Regions from separate parts of the Macaca mulatta genome. Here region 2 is linked to region 1. Evidence: chromatin contacts called from public Hi-C data. All regions are on one chromosome and are shown on one strand. The core of a region is the stretch at or near the end of the contact, and the rest is flanking DNA. Distances in the headings are between cores, read along the strand shown. Region 1 overlaps GAS7 (growth arrest specific 7). Region 2 has its middle 25 kb from the start of GAS7.

The links. A called contact is a pair of places that touch in the nucleus more often than the background predicts.
Region 2: a contact with region 1 is called in a Hi-C map of liver, with 6 times the contacts expected there. The contact joins two enhancer-like sites. A contact is called at or near these places in 5 of 14 Hi-C or Micro-C datasets (blood, cortical neurons, fibroblasts and 2 more).

The regions. Positions count from the first base shown.
Region 1 is chr16:11,485,587-11,488,286 of T2T-MMU8v2.0, reverse strand. The region is part of intron 3 of GAS7 (growth arrest specific 7); the gene reads left to right. Among named protein-coding and RNA genes, the nearest start is that of RCVRN, 70 kb to the right of the region's middle. Within about 2 kb of position 1,341, at least 6 of the 40 cell types and tissues checked have an H3K27ac peak or open chromatin away from gene starts, as enhancers often do.
Region 2 is chr16:11,736,132-11,739,158 of T2T-MMU8v2.0, reverse strand. No RefSeq gene overlaps it. Among named protein-coding and RNA genes, the nearest start is that of GAS7, 25 kb to the right of the region's middle. Within about 2 kb of position 1,273, at least 3 of the 40 cell types and tissues checked have an H3K27ac peak or open chromatin away from gene starts, as enhancers often do.

The DNA.
Region 1 (2,700 bases), core at 92-2,591:
CCTTCCAGGGCGTGGTGGGAGGAAGGAGGCTGTAATTGTGCCCTGTGTCATCAGACTCGATGAGCACAGAACTGCCCCACTTCAAACCTTGCATTCTATGGCCATGGCTATGTGTCCCAAAGTGGATTTCACGGTAGCCCTGCTGTATTTCCCTAAATGGGTTCTGCGTCTGTGTGCGTGGAGGCATGTTGCATGTTGTTGCCTTGTTTGAGATTTCAAGCACATGTCAGCATATTCTGAAAGGCCTACTGTAAATAAACTCAATCGGAATAATGGGGTGTTTGTCCTAAATTCTTTGGACTGTAACACTGACCCATTACCATCACCGCGTAACACTTACAACACACATCCTGGCAGAATTGCTGTCCTGTTTAACACACCTGGGGAAATATTAGGCTTCACCATGTTTAATATGTGATAGATGGGGAAAGAGGACGGGTGGAAGGAAGGAAAAGGGAGGGGGTGAGAAAGAAGGAGGAAAGGAGGACTGGTGGAAGGAGGGGAGGAAGGAAAAAGGGAAGGAGGAGGGGAAGGGAGGGAGGGAAGAAGAGAGGGGAAGAGAAAAAGAGGGAAGCGAGGATTTCAACAATCAGAGCTTCAGCACTCCCAGGTTCCTTAACTTTGTTTTTTTTGTTTGTTTTGGAGACAGAGTTTCACACTTGTTGCCCAGGCTGGAGTGCAATGCCACCATCTCGGCTCACTGCAACCTCCGCCTCCCAGATTCAAGCAATTCTCCTGCCTCAGCCTCCCAAGTAGCTGGGATTACAGGCATGCGCCACCACCCCTGGCTAATTTTTGTATTTTAGTAGAGATGGGGTTTCACCATGTTGGTCAGGCTGGTCTCGAACTCCTGACCTCAAGTGAGCCGCCCTCCTCAGCCTCCCAAAGTGCTGGGATTACAGGCGTGAGCCACCGTGCCCGGCCACCAGGTTCCTTACCTTGATGAATGAAATTACTATATTTATTCCAGAGACAGGAGAAATTAGGCCAGACCTACAGGAGGTTTAATAAGAGAGTGTTCATGGCTGATTTTCTTACGTTCTTTCGGGTTCCTGGGGGAACAGGAACCTGGAGAGTAGGGCTCTGACTTTTTCCATCAGGGATCGATACTGACATACGGAAGCCGAGCTGCGGGCGGGGGTGAGCCCTGGGTGGCGAAGCTGCTGGCGCTTCTTTGTTGCTTGGTCTTTCTTGATAACATTTCATATTCTCCTTTCTTCTCTGTGTTTGTTTACTTCTCCCTATCCAGACCTCCCTCTCTTCTTTTCTACCCAAATATCTGTCCCCTCCTCTCATTAGACACCTCCTAAGCCCTCTCAAGTTGCTTAACTGCCCATAAGGCACATGAAGTGTGTGGGTGCCTGTGTGTACTATTTGTAGTTGAAGCTGCTAAGGTTACTAACTAGATAGAGCTTTTAGTTCCCTTTTTAAAAATCCTAAAAACAGCTGAATGTGACATTTGCCTTTTTTTTTTTTCCTTGTATCTCCAGACTGAATTATGTTCCCTTTATGAGCGATCCTTGACCAGTTTCATTTTTCCTCCCCGAGAGGCTAGGGGCCCCAGAAGCACCCACTTCTGGCCTCATTTGTTCTGCGGCTGACCCTGGGTGAGCCGGGAGCCCCGAGGACAGGGAATGGCAATGAGGAATGCCGTGGGTGAAGGTTGCCGGGATCTTGTGGGTTGTAACTGTCTAGATCTCCACTGAGACGTGTTCTGAATGTGCCCGGGAGAGTGGTACGCAGCCAGACAGGGTGTCGGAGGAGAGCTGCTGCGTGGGGAGAAAGGGTCGAATGGAAAATTATGTTTTCTTTCCTAGTAATTGTTTTGACATGAGCAGTAATTAGCTATCAGCTGACAGACCAGAACCGAAGTGAGAACAAGGGATTGGATTAGGGGCGAAACGTCTCCCCTTTATACAGTTCCTGGTGGCTGCAAGTGTGGGGAAACCCTGGGGCAGAGGAGAGGCAGGACTGAGCATGCATTTGGAGGGTCTAGGGAGGTAGGGAGTCTGGGTCTCCTCAGGAGCTGGGACAACCTTGGTTCATGGGGACTCAGCGTTATCAAAGATATTTATTACCTACTCAGGTAAAAACTTGTGCATTTCATTTTCGACAGCAGATTAAACATGGTTCCCTTGTGTATTGTTTGATTTTAAGATCAAGGTCATGTTGGCTTTGTAAAATAGACCTAGAAGACTGCCACACATTTCTATGCCTGGGTATTTCTTTCTTGAGTGTGTGAATGAATTTGCCCATCAAACCATCTGGGTCCAGTGCGTTTTGGGAGGAGGCCATTTTTCAAAGGTTTTACTTCTTTTTGGCATCTCTTGAAACCCTTTTGATGATTTGAATCTCATGGGAGGTTTGGTGTTGAAGATATAGAATTCTAAGTCATAGGTTCTTGCATTTAAAAAGTTTCTACTGTAAGTACAGCACAGTGGCTCACGCCTGTAATCCCAGCACTTTGGGAGGCTGAGGCTGGCGGATCACTTGAGGTCAGGAGTTCGAGACCAGCCTGGTCAACACAATGAAACCCCGTCTCCACTAAAAATACAAACATTAGCTGGGCATGGTGGCAGGCGTCTGTAATCCCAGCTACTCGGGAGGCTGAGGCAGGAGAATCACTTGAACCTGGGAGGCGGAGGTCACAGTAAGCCGAGATCACGCCATTACACTCCAGCCTGGGCAATGAAGCAAGAC
Region 2 (3,027 bases), core at 24-2,523, 250 kb before region 1:
GTGGAGTGGTGCGGGGAGGTGGGGTCCGTGGCTGACCTCCTGGGCCTCTGGTTTACATGCTCGGCCACGGCCACTAGGGGGAGCTCAAGGCTTCCTCCCCCTCTGATCATACCTGGGCAACTCTCCATCCTCCAGGAGCCAACATCCGGGAACTCAGCCCCTCTGCAGGGCCAAGGCGAGGCGCACGAGCGAAGTGGCCCAAGACTCTCAGGCCCACGTGGCAACGTCTCTTTGGAATTCCCTTGGGATTTCTCTTGGGTGCTCCCTGTATTGGAATTGTTCTGGCTCCTCTAGTTGGATTCCTGCCTCTCAGACCCTTGGTATCCAGATGCACTTGAGCATCATCTACCTGCAATAGCCTAGCAGGAACAGGCCGGGAGGGGAGAAAGGGAGCAGGAAGGCCCAAGCTGGGGTTATGACCAGAAGCTTCAGTGCACCCACTGGGGAGGACTGAATATCTATTTCCTGAACCAACATTGGAGGACAGGCAGCTTATCAAGAATAGAGGGTCTTGGGGGTGGGCACCCTGGCTCATGCCTGTAATCCTACTACTTTGGGAGGCAGAAGTGGGCAGATCCCCTGAGGTCAACCTGGCCAACATGTTGAAACCCCATCTGTACTGAAAAGACAAAAATTAGCCAGGCGTGGTGGTGCGTGCCTGTAGTCCCAGCTATCCGAGAGGCTGAGGCAGGAGAATTGCTGGAACCTAGGAGGCAGAGGTTGCAATGGGCTGAGATCATGCCACTGCACTCCAGCCTAGGCAACAGAGCGAGACTCCTTCTCAAACAAACAAACAAAAAGAATCTGTTTCATAGTTACTAATGCTCTCAGGGGGGAGGTGGTATCTCTGTTTTTGTAGGCAAGGACAACAGACTTGGAGAAATGACAAACCCAAGGCCACACAGCTGTGAGTGATGGGATTTCATTTGAACCCAGGGCTGTGTGATGCAGGAACCTGTGTTCTGTCTACTCCACAACTCAGCCCAGGAAAGAATGCCTAATGAGCCATAAAAGCACAGGGTCACCTGTGGTACTAGAAGAGAACTTTGAAGTCACTGAATTTGATGTCCCTTCGGACTTGACACCCTTCTTTATTGTTTCTAACTATTGGTCACTAGTGAAAACTCTTGTGAATAAAACCAGCAAGGTTTCCTTCCTCTCCTGGCTCTCATCCACTTGGATTAGAATCTTTGTCTCTCTCTGTCTTTCTCCAGCCTGTGGGGCCTGACCACTAATATCTTTGTCCCCTCTCCTTGAGAAGGTCTGCTCTGTGTTTGACTAAAGACCCCATTACAGAAATGAAACCCTCCTAGCTTCTCTAACAATGCATCTTTTATTTAAAAGGACCCCCTTTAGCAAAAAGACCCTATGCTGGGATTTGAATCAAAGATCAGTAGAAGCAGAAGCCAGGAGCAAAAATGATGGGCTCCTTTGTGGTGGATCAGAGCAGGCCCAGGAGGAGCATGTTAAAGAAAGGTTGTCAGGCCACACCTTTGGGACACTTTGAACCAGCTTCCCTGCGAAGGTTCTCCAGACATTGCTCTGAGAAAGAGCGAGCTGCCCCCCCGGCTTCCTCTCCTCACCAGCTGCAGACTGGCATCCCTGTCTCCCGGAGTTCTCTGGTTCCTTTGGTCTCCTCTTGTCTGCTTGGCCAAAAGAGACATCACTTACTGGTGCCATGAAGTCAGAGCAACAACAGGCCTGTGCAGATGTGCAGAGGGTGGCTGGTACATGAGGGGGTGGGGAGCAAGCCCGGGTCTCATCAAAGCTGATGGCGATATGAGATTTAGTTCCTCTCTCCCACTCACTTCATTTGCACACTTTAATGCAACTTGCTGAATTACATGAGTTCAGTTGATAAGCCCCTCCCTGCAGAAAGTCTTCTAAGAGAAAGCACTCGCTGTGAATGCACTAATCAGATCCAGTGAGAAGTTATTATAGCACCTTTCCCTGAAATGCGATAATCCCGTTTCTAATTTACTGATTATGCAATAAGAAAATGCCTTCGTTAATTTCATGAGAAAAGCACATTAACCTACTTACAGATCTCATGTTTCCTCATGAAATCATGAATAGCGTCAGTTCCCTTTAATAAATGGAGGCCTTAAAGAAAATCAAGAATAATTACTTTGTTTATTAACATTCGGTGATTAACATTTCAAAAGCAATTTCAATAAATACAGTGTGACTCTGAAATGGGGCCTTGAGGTAGTGATCCGTATGGAGTAAAACAATGTTCCTTTGAACCTGGGGCAATTTAAAATTCGTGTTTTCGAAGGTGGCTGTGTATCACCAGTGTATGCACCAGTGAATCAAAAGATGTCCAAGAATCGAAGGTTACGGTGAATGCATCCAAGGTCACTCCTGCAAATGTTTTCGTGTTTATTATTCCAGGACAACAGGAGCCTGTCTGGAGTGCAAGATCCTTTTCTTTCTTTTTCTTTTTTTGAGACGAACTCTTGCTCGGTCACCCAGGCTGCAGTGCAGTGGTGCGATCTCAGCTCACTGCAACCTCCACCTCCTGGGTTCAAGCGATTCCTCTTGCCTCAGCCTCCCAAGTAGCTGGGACTACAGGCATGCGCTACCACGCCCAGCTAATTTTTGTATTTTTAGTAGAGACGAGGTTTCACCATGTTGGCCAGGCTGCTCTCAATCTCTTGACTTCATGATCCGCCTGCCTTGGCCTCCCAAAGTGCTGGAATTACAGGTGTAAGCCACTGTACCCCGGCCTGCATGGAACTTTTCTCTGCACACCCCACTCCTCCCATGTCTTCAGTGAGCTGGAGGCAGAAGCAGAGAGCAGATTCTTTTCTCTGACGATTGCTAGAGACCTTTGGGATATGCATTCTGGCAACACAGTCTTATTTCTTCACCTGCTCTGTGCTTTCCAAACTTCCTCTGCCACTGTGGTAGGCTGAATGGTGCCCTCCTAAAAGATGCCCATGTCCCAATGCCTGGAGCCTGAGAATGTGTTACCTCGTTTGGCAAAAGAATAAACAAGAAAAAGAGACTTAGGAGATGTGATTG